Linked DNA regions of Pan troglodytes: all the other regions are linked to region 1. Evidence: chromatin contacts called from public Hi-C data. All regions are on one chromosome and are shown on one strand. The core of a region is the stretch at or near the end of the contact, and the rest is flanking DNA. Distances in the headings are between cores, read along the strand shown.

Region 1 (4,692 bases), core at 1,296-3,795:
TTTCTGCAAATACAGAGAAAGACATCCCCCAAAAGAGAAAAGCGGACTCCTGCCTACTGATGCAAATCCCTTTCACTCTAACCTAGTCTGTGGATCAGACAGCTCAAGAACGCCTGACAGGAAGTCCCACTGACGCTCAGAAAGGCGTCTGCCATAAGACAAGGGTTCGTTCGTTAGAAAGGTCTGAGGTAGTGCCCCAGCATTTAGACTTTGGGGTCCCTTCACAGACCCTAGACAAACCCTTACCACTTCAACAACCCCTCATAGCCTCACATTCTCAACCTGCAGCTCGAACTGCGTCTGTTTTTCATTATTCTGCTTCCCACCTTCCCAGTGCGATTCTTCAGCAGCTATTAAGACAACATGAGCAGGGATCTAAGCTTAGTTTTTGCTTATTCAACATCCAGCCTGGGGAATATCACCGCAGAAGAAAAGCATGAATGAAGTGCACGTTTCCCAGCCTCTTCTTCCACAAACCTGAAATTGCCTTCATCAGAGGCCACCCTTACAACCCTCCCCTTTAACAATTTCATCCTACGAAAATGGCACCTGCCCAGAGTGAATTCTCAACTACTTGCTTGCTGTAGAATTTATTACAGAGCCAGCTTTAAAAAGAAATGTACGCCATCTCAAATTTCCAATTAATTGATAACAGATTTTTTTAAAATAACGTTATGGGACGAAGTTATATAGACCCAAACATCAAATCTGAGAAATGGGTTGGGAGGGCGTTATCCGGGTATCCAGATATTTGAGAATTTGGGGACTGAACTTTGCTGACTGGCACCCCCATTTTTTTTCACAGAACTGTTCCTGCCGAAATGCAAAAGAAACATGTCAATACTAAGCTGCTATTTTATTTGACAGCTCATTTTCCTTTTTCCCTGCAGTCATTTGTTGTTTATAAGCAAACCTGAGCCTCCAAAACACCCCCAAAAGTGCACACAAGGAGTCCCATAATCAGTTTCTGACTTTGGCCCTAAATCGATTAGAATACATCTGATCTGCTTCAAATCAAAGAACCATGTTAATTTTCTGCCACACACCACACAAAATCTTTCTGCAAGAGTCAGTCACTTTGAACCCAACTCTCTAGCCACAAGCAGTGTGGATTTCAAGGGCCTGTTCTGCAGAAGTGAAAATAACAACAAACCAAGGCTGGGACAAGGCAGACAGACCCCAAGGCACTCAAAGCACTCCTTGGAGCTGTGCAAATGGTGCCAGGACCCTGGCAGGGTGTCAGCTGTCACAAGAGCAGCGGGGCCAGACCCCTTCAGCGGTTTGGTAGCCCTGCAACCAGGAGCTGAAACACAACTGAGCCTGCTGCAACTAAGCACAGCTATCTCTGTAGCTACCCATGCCCTGGACATTTCGGTCCTCCCAAAGCCATGATGCAAACTGTTAGAATCCTCAGGCTTGCAGTAGTCTTTATTTTTGCTCCCTAACCTTGTCTCAAAAACAGGCAAGAGTCGCCCTCCCTTGCAGTCACAGCAGTATCAGGGCGATGCAGAGTCTGAGTGGGAGGATGCAGAGCAAGGAGCTGCGGGCAGATGGGTGGAAGGGGGTAGGGACACCTACAAAACACCGGACTTGAGGGGCTAGCTCCTAGCTGGGAATGCGGTTCTTTGGAGAGTTGTGGAAATAAGGCGTTTCGGGGCATGGTCTAAATGTGTGCCTGCGAGGGAGAGAGACCCCGGCCGTCCCAACGCTGCAAAGTGTTTGCAAATCTAAAACATTCCTTTGCTGCTAGGATTAAATTTTTAAAAACAAACCAAAAAATAAAATAAAATATGTGCAGACAGGATGTAACAAGTGTTTCAGGACAGAGACACGCCTGAGTCACGGGGTGCTGGAGAAAGAGTGAGGAGTCTGTCTCGGGGCTTCCCAATGAGCCCCCTCTCTGTCAAGAGACCCCCAGGGCGCACAGACCCCCGCCTCGCACGCCCTCAGTCCCCGGCCGCGTCCACCCAGCGCCCCCCGCACCCTCCAGGATTGCCCCACTCACCACTCGGCCAGAAAACCTCTCGGTGGCCCGCTTGACTTTGCCGTAGGTGCCTTTGCCCAGGGTCTCCTGCAGCTCGTAGCGGTGCTTCAAGTTGTGCTTGTGGTGATGCCGCTTCACCCCGTGCGGCTTCCTGGGCTCCAGGGCTGCTGTCGCCCCCGCCACCGCCTCTCGGGGAGAGCCCGGCGCCCCCAGCCCCAAGTCGGGGCGGTCCCCCGCCACAGGCGCGGCGGCCCCTTCCATGTCCAAGCGCGGGGCGAGCCGGGCTACAGAGGGCAAGACCGGGCACAGCGCTGGGGTGTCGGGGTCCCCACCGAGGGAAGCCGCTGTACGCTCAAGGTCGCCCCCGCAGCATCAGGGAGACGGCCCGATACCGCTCGGACTGCGGCTCGGTCACTGGCGGCGGCGGGGACTGCACATCTGGCGCCCGCGGCGCGCACGGTCCGCGCACCGCCCCCCGGCCGCGGCGAGCTGTGGAGCGTCGGGCGAGGTGGCGGCGGTGGCAGGGGAGGCGGTGGTGTTTGCAGGAGGGAGGGGAGAGGGTGGCTCGCAGCGCAGGAGGGGGAGTGTTATGTGGGGCGCCGCGCCCCCCAACCCCTCCCCGGGAGGACGCGCAGACGGGGCGGGGGCGGCGCTCGCGCGGCCCCAGGGGAGGGGGAGCGAGGGGCGGTGCAGCCAGGGCTTCCCCCACCTCCCTGCAGCCACCCGGGGCCGGGGCCGCCGTGAGCTGGGAGGGGGATGGGAGCGTGTCGCGACTCGCCCTTTGTGCGGCGCGGCGTAGGCCACGGCGGCGGCGGCGGCGGCCAGGAGTGCTTTGTCCTCGCTGGGCCGGAAGGGACCGGGAAATTCCAAGCTGGGCGCCCCCTCCCCGGGCGCTCTCGGGCTCGCCAGTCGCAGCTACCGCGGGCCCTCCGCCGCCTCGGGCTCCGGGGCCGGTCGCTCGGCCTGGATTCCTGCTGGCGCCGGGGCGGCGGTTGCGGCTGGCCGAGCCCCGGGGCCGGGGAAGAAAGAGCGCCGCGAGCCGGGGGCCGCCGGGACCTGCTCGCGATACGGCCGGGGCCGCCGCGGGCCTGGGCGCCCCTTCATTTTCTTGTAGGTGTCGCCGCGGCCTGGCGGCCGGAGCTGGGGGAGGGGGCAGGGAGGCCTGGTGTTCGGTTACAGGCGGTGACTCACGGACCTTGCCCGCCGAGGCTGGCACCCCGCGGGGCAGAGCTGCGCCCGCCTGGGGCAACTCCGAGTCCAGGAGAACCCCAAGAGCGGCGCTTTGGTCCCGGCCCCCGCGCCCTCTCCGAAGAAAGGAGAGTCAGGGACGGAGGGAGGCCGGGAGGCTGAACCCCGGGCCCGCCGTCGAACCGCCGGCCCTCCGACACCATCTGGACCCCGGCGGGGACAGCCGCCTGGAAGGGGAGGAAGGCCAGGGACGTGGAAGAGATGGGGCTCTAAAGGCGCCGGGACGGAGCTGGCTCCCCAGAGGCGCCCACCCTGCCAGCGAAGGCCGCCATCGGAGGTGGGCAAACCAGGGACCTGGGGTGGACCAGGACCCCGGGCCTGCTGAGCAACCCGTTTGCTGAGCAGGAGGCGATTTGCAGGCCTCTTGCCTCTTTAGGCCTTGGGAGATTTCCTTTCACTGGAAGGGCCAGATCCTGGCGATGGTGACAGGAACGGTACCCCGCACGGTAAGGGTCAGGCAGGAAGGGCCTCCCACCGCGGCGTGGCTGCCGCCGTTCTAAGAAGAGACCATGAAAAATAAGGAAGAAGGCTAGAGAAAAAGAGATCTTAGGGAAATTTTTTTTTTTTAACAAGTGGTGCAATGTACCAGACTGGGGTGGGAAGAGTGAAGGCTGAAGAAGGTTTGGTGTTCTGCAGATCGCATGGCGGTTCTTTTCCACCAGTGGACCTCACTGGGGCCTCCTCTGCAGCTCTCAGGTCCAGCCCTTCCTCTACATTCCCGCCGCCTTCATTGCTGTCTGCCCCTGGTCACCTTACCCCGGACTCCTGCAACAGCCCGCTCTCCCCAACCCTCCCCGGGAGCCTCCTCACTGCTGCCAGAGTAATGGCCTGAAACACTGCCCTCATCCTCCACACGTGTCTCTGCTGTACTCTGACGCGTGATATTCTTACCTGTCCAAACTTTTCTTCTACTGATATTTCACACAAACTCCCCTGCCCCTTCTTCCCTTCCCCAGGAGCAATCACAGAACACAAACACAAAGGCGCATCATGCCTATTCAATTCCTATTCTGTCCACCGCATTTGCAGGGCCTCCCTGCCCCCCATCCTGTAACTGTTCTGCTTCTATCCAAAGTTTGTGGACGTTGTGCCTATAGATCCAACAGTCAGGATGAGTGGCATGCAGGTTGAGTCCTGGCTTCCCAGAGGATTGGCTGTGTGGCCTTGGTCAAATGACATAACCTCTCAGAGCTTCGGTTTTCTCTTTAAGATATGGATTAGCAGATCTATTGTAGAGATAAATACATTGTGTCTACAGTAGTATTTTAAAATATTTTCTACTTCTTTCCCTCCCCTGCGATGTGGTAGAAATCCACTACCCCATCCTCTTGAAGTTAGATGAGCCCATAGGACTTGCTTAGGCCAATGGAATGAGAGCAGAAGTGACTGTGTTGCTTTCACCTGGAACCTTTAGGATCCAGTGAGCAAATCCCCGTGTCTTCTTTTTCCTATCTTGACAA
Region 2 (4,757 bases), core at 138-2,637, 510 kb before region 1:
TCTCAACTTCAGATGTGATCTTATCCTTGGTGAGGTTTAAGTGGAGGCAGAGCTTTCTACATATCATTCTAGCTATCTCCTCCTTGTGACACAGCAATAATACCTTAAAGATTTTTCCCTGCCTCATGAGCAACCATTTCTCTCTGGCCTCAAGGATGTCTCATGTGTTGGCATACCTGCTGTGCTCTATGAGTCCCAGGTTGGATGGTTGAGAGATTTAGTGTGAGTTGCCGAACACAGGGCTTTTAAAATGTAAAATGTGTGCCAGACTCATGGCCTGGAGCCCCAGTCAGATTGTGCATTTTGATCTTTATACTACATAAGGAGACTCACTTATGTGTGAAATGGGAAATCAAGGCAGGCTGTGAACATCAGTGGGTCATCAAATTATGATCTTTCTATCTTCCAAAAATCCCACAAGCCTTGCCACGTCTCTTTGTCTGAACACTGATATTACTGTAGCTCAGGTTCTCATAGCTTTCATCAGGACAATTTTTATAGTCTTTGTTCTTTTTTTCTCCAGCATCTCATTCTTCTGTTCTGCCTTCCATATCACTACTATAAATGTCTGTAGGTGTGCCACTCCCTTGCTCAGAAAGCATCAAACATTGCAGACCACAAATTTACAAATTCCTAAACATTGTACTCGAGGTCCTTCCTGGTCATTTAATTGTCCATTTACTAATTCATCAAAGTCCCCTCCCATGAGATATCTCTCTGTGTCATGTCTTAACTTTAAATAATGATAATAACAACTATGACAGTATTAATAATGATATTTCTTTAATAATCAGGTATAATCTATTACAAGATTCACTCTCAATTTAATAATAGCTTTTCAGAAAGAAAAGAAACACTACTACACTAAATCAATGAACATTTTAATGACAAGACATACTGAAATTCCAGAAAGATTAAAACAGGAAAAAGTTGTAGGTCTGGGAGTTAAAGACATATGCTAATAGGTACCATTTATTTAGTGTCCACAAAGGTCTCAGTAATTATTTAGCTAAAGAACCTTTTCTTGATTCATTCTGCCTCCAAGAAGCTCTCAACCATGTAGTCCTGCCCTCTCTGCATGACTTTCTGGATCACTTTCTGTGCCAAAAGCAAACTTCACACGCCTTAAGAATGTATGTTCTCCAAGCTTATTTGGCCTGTGAAAAGAATAAGTAGATTTCCTATTAGCTGTGTAATATTTGCTACATTTTAAGGAAAAAGTGCTGTTGAAAATAGGACCCAAATCAACCAAGCCCCAAGACCAAAACAGAGACCCCAAATATTTGTTCTCTATTGCTGCCAGTTGAGGATTGATGATTTCTGCTTCTCAGGAAGAGCGTAGGGGGTGAAAGTGGGAGGTCAGCTCTTTTTGTCTGAGAAAATAATTTTCTTTCTTTCAAGGTATTAGCAATGCAATTATTTCATCAAGGTGAATGAGTTCTCTACTTGGGTCCCAGCCTGGGGTTTCACTTGGAATTTTTCTTCACCACTTTTGGCCTCTAAATATTTGACCGAGAGTTTGAGTTCGGATTAAGCTGTCACAGATCTTGATTTGATAAGGGGAATGAAATTAAAATGGACAAAAAGAAGTGAGGCTAATTGGCACTTCCAAGTAATTTTTCCTTTACAATTAGCCAAAGAAAATTTCATGGGGGAGAGTGATGCTTGCATTCTTCCTGAAGCTTCTTTGTGTGTGCCCGGGAGACCCCTGGCCAGGCCTCAACCCTGTCAGTCTCTCTGAGCGCCGTTCTCAGGGTATAATTGAGCTGGGCTTTGTTGTGAGCATCTATACACATTTAATGAGACTTATGTGTCTGTGCTCAGAGGATTCCAGATCCTCCACTACATTTCATTTGGAATTAATCCGATGTGGGCTGTTCTCCAGGCTTAATAGCTGAAAAGCCCTTTCCAAAGGGAAAGAATTCAGTGATAAAGTTTAATAAAGTTTAGTATGAAAGCTAATTCTTCATAAAACCCTGAAAAATTTTCCCCCAAAGTCCAGACACCACAACGATTGTATACCTCAGGATTTCATTTCTGTCCTCCTGCCTTGGGGCCCATGGACTGCAAGCAATGAATCTGCATTGGTAAATAAAGCATAACTTCATGACAGTTTAATGGGGTTGGGGAAAATCATTGGACCTTTATTTTTTGCAAAAGTGGCTCTTCCTATGTGTCTCGCTATGGTGAACCATAATGGGGGATTTGCTAGAGATAAGATCCTTAAAGTGAGACTAAAATAAACACAAAGATAATCTTACTCCATTTCTGGGCTTAGGCTGTCTACCAAAGAGCAGCAAGTTCGTTGCGAAAATGAATGGGATTCCTGGCCAGACAGTTCAAGGGGAGGAAAGGTGGGAGCTGGCAAGAGGGGAGAGAAAAAACAAGCAGCTGGTAGCCCTCCTTGGTGTGGCCCCTCTGCCTTAGTACCCTCCCAACTGGCCACTAGTCCATCCTCACCCCACTGTGGCTTCCTCTGTTTCAGCCTCACTCAAGCATAGCTCATCTTCAATGCCATAGTTTTAAATTTGCCTCTGGACTTGAATATCCTTTTTCACTTCTTTGCTTTGCTTCTCCCTACACATCCTTCAAGCATCATCTCTTTGGAAAGCCTTCCAGCTGTCCTCTTTTTGTTCTCTCAAAATCCTCTGCTCAGTGTGCTCCCTGAGCTTGTTGACGGTGTTGAAAGTGTCATTTATCTGTATGCATAAGAACCTCTTGGCCGGGCGCGGTGGCTCACGCCTGTAATCCCAGCACTTTGGGAGGCTGAAGCAGGTGGATCACCTGAGGTCAGGAGTTTGAGACCAGCCTGGCCAACATGGCGAAACCCCGTCTCTACTAAAAATACAGAAATTAGCCAGGTGTGGTGGCACACACCTGTAATTTCAGCTACTTGGGAGGCCGAGGCAGGAGAATTGCTTGAACCTGGGAGGCAGAGGTTGCAGTGAGCTGAAATCGCACCATTGCACTCCAGCCTGGGTGACAGAGCAAGACACCATCTCTAAAAAAACAAAAACAACAACAAACAAAACAAAACAAAAAACTTCTTGCCCTTGACTGTGAGCCAATTGAGGTCAAGCACTGAGTATTTATTCATTACTTCATCTGCTAATTCAATCATTGAATCAGTACTTATTCAACACATACTATGTGCTGAGTACTGGCCAAAAATACAACGGAGCTTGTGACATGCACATCCTCTGTTTCAGACTAGTGAGGGAGACAGAAAACACAGTACCCTCCCCCCCAAAAAAAAGTGAAAAAGAAAGAAAACAGGTGCTGAGATAATGAAATGGGACGACCACTGTACCATAAACAGGATCAGGAAGCAGTTTCCTTGAGGAGGTGGTATGTAAGTTAAGACCCAGAAAAGGAGAAACTAGCTTTAGAAAAGGGCATATTAACTGCTCAATGACTGATTGAATGAATGAATCTAAATGGGAGGTCCTTGTAGTCCACTGAGTTCAATTTAAAATACTGTTGAGAGTAAAGTCAGTGAGTGCCTCCCAGGGCAGTGTTGGAGAGGCTTTGCAAGTGCTCTCTGATCTGTTGGTAATGGCTGCTTGGGGCACTTTTGGGGTGTACTCTGTGGTTGTATCCAAGCTAATGGGAAAGATTGCCCTGATCAATGAATGAGCTCTGCTATGGGTGTGGAGGTAACAGTGATTTGAGTGCTAGACTCTTTAGATCCAGATGGACTGACTGGCAGCAGGAAGCATTTCTCATTTTTCACTTCTAATCTTTCCTTTTTGCTCTCTGATTCTTCTCCCAAATTTCTCTCATTCGTTTCTGCTCCATTAAATCAGCTTATGATATCTTCACGCTTATTTTAAGATTTGCCCAACTGCATATATGTATAGTCCCAAGTATAATGCAAACACAAACACATATATATGTATGTGTACATATATAAAATATATTCATATATGCAAACATCATATGCACACTGCACACACAGGTGTATTTCCAATCAGTTCAATCTCACCTTATGTGAACATGAACATCCAATAGCGCTGCCCATTTCCATTTGATACTCAATTACTCATTCTAGTCTTGGAGTAAATATTTTACCTTATCTATATATACAACTGCTTTCAGCAGCCTGGTGAGCCTCAGGGAAATAGGATTTAGATTTGAAATATCTGGATCAAAATCCTAATTTTCCACTTATTGGTAGTAACTTCTCCAAGCTTTAACTGTAAAAAATGGATTTAATAGGAATAACAGATACCACACATGCATCAGAAAAAGTTGGAAGATCAAATAAGACAATGTGTATGAGCACATTTGAAAAACTTCAGATTTAGAAAAGTACTTTTTCATAAATATATTTCAATTTATCTACTCCATATTTGCCTCTTTGTCCTTGGTACTCTGATGTATAAGATCTTAGAAGCAGGGTTCATTTGCTTATTCTAGAAAATTGTTAAGTATAAATTGGTTCTTCTTTTTTTGTATTTTTTCTGAGGCAGGGTCTTGCTCTGTCATCCAGGCTGGAGTACAGGGGTGTGATGATAGCTCACTGAAGCCTCAATCTCCCAGGCTCGAGTGATCCTCCCACTTCAGCCTCTTGAGTAGCTGGCACCATAGGCACGCATCACCACTCCCAGCTAATTTTCAAAATTTTTTTGTAGAGGCAGGGTTTCCCTATGTTGCTCAGGCTGGTTTTGAACTCCTGGGCTCAAGCATTCTCCCACCTCGGCCACCCAAAGTGCTGGGATTACAGGCATGAGCCACCACACCTGGCCTTAAATTGC
Region 3 (5,097 bases), core at 231-2,730, 580 kb before region 1:
GATTCTGCCTGCTAACAATTTCTATGTCTATTAAGAGCAGTAATAAACCTCTTTTGTGGGTATAAAATTTGCATGAAAACACCTATAAGGATAATGATAATAAAGGCTAATATTGAACACTTAATGTGTTCTAGGTAATATCCTAAGAATTTAACATTCATTAACTCAATAAGCCCACGTGGCAACACTCTGAAATGGGTGCTGTAATGATCTTCATTTTAAAGATGGGTGCCTGGAGGCAAGAGTGTGTTGGGGATATCACATGGATTAATTAAATATTTATTAGATGCTGAGATCTTTCAGGGGAAGGAATTTTTTATTATCTCCAGGGCCCAGTACACAGTAGGTGCTCCATAGTTATTTTTCATGTTGAATAAGTGATATAGATCAAAGGTTGGCAAACTTTTTCTGTAAGAGGCCAGGTAGCAAGTATGTTAGGCTGTGGGCTCCATGAGGTCCCTGTTGCAGCTTCTCAACTCTGCCGTTGTAGTGCAAAAACGGCCAGAGACAATGTGGAAATCAGTGAGCATGGCCGTGTTCTGATAAAATGATTTCTAAAGACAGGTGGCAGGACAGATTTGGCTGCAGGCTGCAGCTTTCCCTGATCTAGGTGATGCTGATTCTGATGCTGTTAAACAGTACCATTTGCTAAGTGCCTACTCTGTGCGAGGCACTATTATAAGTACTTTCATGCATTGTCTCATGAGATACAGATGAAGAAAGTAGGCTTATGGGGTTTAAGTAACTTGTCCAGATCTGCGAGACTACAGAGCCCAGACAAAGGAGACAGTGTTACAGATTTTGAACGTTATTCAGGTGAAAGTATAAGTGGATTCTAGATCCTTACTACTCAAAGTCTCGTCCATGGACTGGCAGCACTGGCATCACCTGAGGGCTTGTGAGGAATGTGGACTGTTGGGCCCCTCACTCAGAAATCTTGAATTAGAATCTACGTGGTCACAGGATTCCCAGGGATTTCCATATATGTTAAAATTTGAGGAGCAGATGAAGGTTCTAGATCATTCACATTTAAAGACAAACACTGCCCAGATGTCTGGGTTTTGTGAATAACAAGGGATTTCATTCATCTTGTGAGGGTAAATCTACTGTCAGCCCAGCCCGTTTCTAGAACAACAGAGCTATGAACATCAATGAGGAAAGGTAAGTTTAGACGCCTAATAGAAACTGAATTGTTTAGCAACTTTTGGAGGAAACTTGGAAAATGTAACCGATGATTTAATGATCTTTAACTTAAAGCGATTAGAAATATGCAGGGTGAGCCGGTCAGTTTCACCAAATGGGGTTAGAACTTAGTTTTCTATGCAAAGATGGACACCCAGGTTGAAATTTCTCAAAAGTTCCGAGTTGGTGTCAAGCATATTGATGATCCAGTGGCTTCTTTCTTGTGACTGGGACAGACCTGGGAGGTGCAGCACAGCTCTCCTTGCTGCTGCTCCATCTAATTTACAATGAGATCAGCACACAAAGGGGAGTGAGGAATCACTCTGCTAACAAGCTCCCTTCCCTCTTGTCTCTGGAAGAATGTTGGCTGACAGGGACACAATTAAAAAGGGATTGATTTATTGAGCTGGAATGCTCTAGCCCCCCTAATCTCAGAATCTCTCTGCTTCATGCAATCACCGTTTCCAAACAAGAGTCAGCCTACACGAATGAAACTTTTCGTGATCACCAGGGAGCCAAAGACATAGTTTACCAAAGGTAGCTCAGCCCTTGAAGCCCATTAAAAAAAACAAAAACCCACATAAAAGAAGCCCTTTCCTGCATGAGGGCCTGGATAAGGATCTGGAATTCAATAGGAAAAGATGACCTAAACAAAAAGTAAGCAGTACTCATGAAAACTGCTAACCTTGGCTCCAGGGAGGGGCACAGGTCAAGAAGAGTAAGTGGGCAAGGAGCCCTTTTTTTGTCTTTTACATAATGAAACTATAAATTTCTGTTAGAAATCACAGGATCATCAAGCATTTGGAATGTTTATGAGGATCCTGGTGGGATTCAAGAGAAGAAAAAAAAATCTGTGGATTTGAATTCAATTCTTCCTTTGCACTGTCTCATTGAACCCAGGTGGTCAAATCTCCGCTGTTTGTATGCATGTAATTATTTACAATTGTTGGGATTTGAGAGGGTACCCAATAAATGGCACCTATTTTTTTTCACTAGAGTTCTGAACTGTTCGTAAAGTAAAACAAAAGACTTGGCAGATGGAGACGGAAACGGAGCATCCGTTTTGTTACTGATAAAGTGGGTGCTGGAAAATGGAGCTTATATCTGTGCATTGGTAGATTTCTTGATATCGAATACCCAACCTACAAATATTACCTCCCAATCACAGCAGCTCTGGACAGGCCTTTGTGGGACGTGTATGGAGGGGCAGCAGAACGTACTCCTTGATAGCAGTCTCACTCCCAAGGGAAAGAGAAAAGACGCGGCTGGGCTGCACATACCCAGTTTCTCTTTCCAGATTTATCAGAATAAGAAAACCACTTCTCCCCTGGGGGGAGTAAGTCAGGGGACAGAGAGAAACCAGGAGTGAAGTGGGACATCTCCCACATAGAAGAAATCGTCATGAGTGGGGAAGAAGCATCCTCTACCTTCACACTTTTGAAATTAATGATAATATTACTAATAATAACAGTAATGACAATAATAAGAACAAAAGTGATCATTTACAAAGTATTTACTTGCTCAGGTTCTGAGCAGAATCCCCTACCTCATTTAATCTTCACAACAACACATTGAGATAATTTTATGATTGTGTCTCTGCAACAGGTGAGAAAACTGAGACACAGAGGTTGCGTAATTGTCCAGGGACACACAGCTAGGAAGTGGTACAGCTACAGTGCAAACACAGCTTTGCCTGACTCCAGAGCCTGAGTTGTGCAGCAGACTCTGCTCTATTTGTTGAATGAATAATGAAGTAAATGAATAAATGAATGAGGTGAACTAGAGGATAATGTGTCTAGAAGTCTGGCCGCATGGGGGAATCTGTGTGCAGGATTGCTAGGTTTGGCAGCCGGCCCATCTTTCCCTCAGCTCAGAGGCTGACCCTGAGGATTTTTCCCTAGAATGTTCTGCCCTGCCTGGCTGGGCCAGGCCAAGCAGTGCTCCAGCAGGTGGACCTTGGAGCTAGTCTTGCTCTCCCAGGAGCCCAGCGTCAGGGCGTGCTGGGGACAAGAGCCAGGGGGCTGCTTGTCCACAACCATCCCCTTTGCTTGGTCTCTGATTTGCATTCTAGATTGCTCAGTGGCCTCAAGGCTTTGAATGCTTCCCAGATGGCCACTGGCCTAAACACAGGTGGCCAGGGGAGCACTTAGACAACCCACTCCATGGGAGAGGGATCAACCAGTCTCTGCCTGAGCTAGAAATCTGACTCACAGATTAGGGGTCAGGAAAGAGCGCAGCAACTGAGGCTGTCTTCAGCTCCCCCTCTCCCTGTGGGAATGTCCCCATCTCCTGTGCATCTGGCCACCATATTTCCAGGCATCTCTCTCACCACCAGGCATTACACAAAAATCAGAGCCTCTGAGATGCCCTTTTCCCTCACTTGCTCTTTTTTTTTTGAGACAGGGTCTCACTCTGTCACCCAGGCTGGAGTGCAGTGGCATGATCTTGGCTCACCACAACCTCCACCTCCCGGGTTCAAGCAATTCTCGTGCCTCAGCCTCCCGAGTAGCTGGGATTATGGGTGCCCACCACCATGCCTGGCTAATTTTTGTATTTTTAGTAGAGATGGAGTTTCACCATATTGCCCAGGTTGGTCTCGAACTCCTGACCTTAAGTGATCTGCCCACCTCGGCCTCCCAAAATGCCGGGATTACAGGCATGAGCCACCACGTGGCCTCATTTGCTCTCTACACCAACCTGCAATTTATGTTTGAACCCCTGGAGTGGCAGCATAAACTTTATCAGACTTCCCTCCCTCCAGGTCAGGACCCCTTCCCTTCTCCAGGTACCCGCTTCCTACTCCCCACATGCCACCTTGGCTTCCCCACCTCTCCCTTGCCCCTGTGTCCCACCCACTTCTGTACAGAATTCTGTTATCTTAATCTCTTTCTTTGGAAACTCCTGTCATTTGTAATTATCCCCCGTTTCCTTCCTCTACCTCAGCCCTTTTTTCCCAGGCCACCTTCGCCTTCTCAGCTTTCTTTTCAAAGATGCTGCATTTTTTTTCTCCTTATTTGGACCAACATGACCTGACAGGATGGCTGAAACGGCATACTGGGGATAGAAATATGTGCCAGTTCCCTCTGTAGGTTTTTGTGTTTTTTTGAATGGGGCATTTGCAATCAATTTATGGAGTTTAGCTGAAAGGTTAAGGAGTTTTCACTTAAAAATCAACCTCCCCAAATGAAAATATTTGGTACATCTTTTCTTTCATTGTAATTGAGGTCTCCACATGCGCCCATGCTTAGGATCTATTCTGGAAAAGGCTCCCAGAGAAAAACCTGTCTAGTCCATTCAACTTCTACTCCAGTCTTATGAAAATGGATTTCATAAACAGTAGAGAACATATTTGTCCTTTTGTCTTCTTCAGGATTATCTCTCAGAGAAGTGATGTCAAAAGGAGGTGCTTCTAATGATGCCAAAGGTGGGGATGAGACTAAGCGGGTCAGTTCAAGGGTCCACGTGTATTTGAGTGCATCCAGGAGAGGTCTCTATGGACATAAATGTCTATGGAACAAAACAAGACAAAGCAACCTTGAATTATTAGCTGAGACCTAACTCCAAACCGTCCTGTAAACTACAGCACATCCAGGCTCTATCTCAAGGAGATTTCCTTTTCTTAAGCTAAGTGGCCCTGAAGGAGTCTGGGGAGGATGCTGGTGACATCCCCACCCAGACCCTGTTACTGGGCCGGTGCCCCCACACTCCTGCTGCTCTGAGTGGGGCCTACTAAAAACTCACAGCTCCTGCCTTCTCTAGAGATTTCACCCACAGGACTTCTTCAGCAATAGGAGACACTTCACTGGAAACATACATGCCCCTCACAACTGTCCCCTGCAGCCTGCATCCAATGACTAACCAATAGGAGATATGAGAGGACACCCCTTGTTTCAAAGTCAGACCAACTTTGCCATG

Evidence for each region. A called contact is a pair of places that touch in the nucleus more often than the background predicts.
Region 2: a Hi-C map of stem cell-derived neural progenitor cells shows a contact between it and region 1, with 2.6 times the contacts expected there. The contact joins the enhancer-like site here to the promoter of NUAK1 in region 1. A contact is called at or near these places in 1 of 7 Hi-C or Micro-C datasets (stem cell-derived neural progenitor cells) and 1 of 1 datasets of contacts at active chromatin or transcription factors (stem cell-derived excitatory neurons).
Region 3: a Hi-C map of stem cell-derived neural progenitor cells shows a contact between it and region 1, with 2.5 times the contacts expected there. The contact joins the enhancer-like site here to the promoter of NUAK1 in region 1. A contact is called at or near these places in 1 of 7 Hi-C or Micro-C datasets (stem cell-derived neural progenitor cells) and 1 of 1 datasets of contacts at active chromatin or transcription factors (stem cell-derived excitatory neurons).

Annotation. Positions count from the first base shown.
Region 1 is chr10:112,951,589-112,956,280 of NHGRI_mPanTro3-v2.0_pri, forward strand. It overlaps NUAK1 (NUAK family kinase 1), which reads right to left and starts at 2,546. Exons shown (of 7, transcript XM_001161041.7): 1 at 2,006-2,546. The coding sequence starts at 2,245.
Region 2 is chr10:112,439,899-112,444,655 of NHGRI_mPanTro3-v2.0_pri, forward strand. No RefSeq gene overlaps it. Among named protein-coding and RNA genes, the nearest start is that of C12H12orf75, 290 kb to the left of the region's middle. Within about 2 kb of position 1,388, at least 4 of the 24 cell types and tissues checked have an H3K27ac peak or open chromatin away from gene starts, as enhancers often do. A contact at or near this core is called in stem cell-derived neural progenitor cells, where this site is marked.
Region 3 is chr10:112,370,866-112,375,962 of NHGRI_mPanTro3-v2.0_pri, forward strand. No RefSeq gene overlaps it. Among named protein-coding and RNA genes, the nearest start is that of C12H12orf75, 220 kb to the left of the region's middle. Within about 2 kb of position 1,481, at least 5 of the 24 cell types and tissues checked have an H3K27ac peak or open chromatin away from gene starts, as enhancers often do. A contact at or near this core is called in stem cell-derived neural progenitor cells, where this site is marked.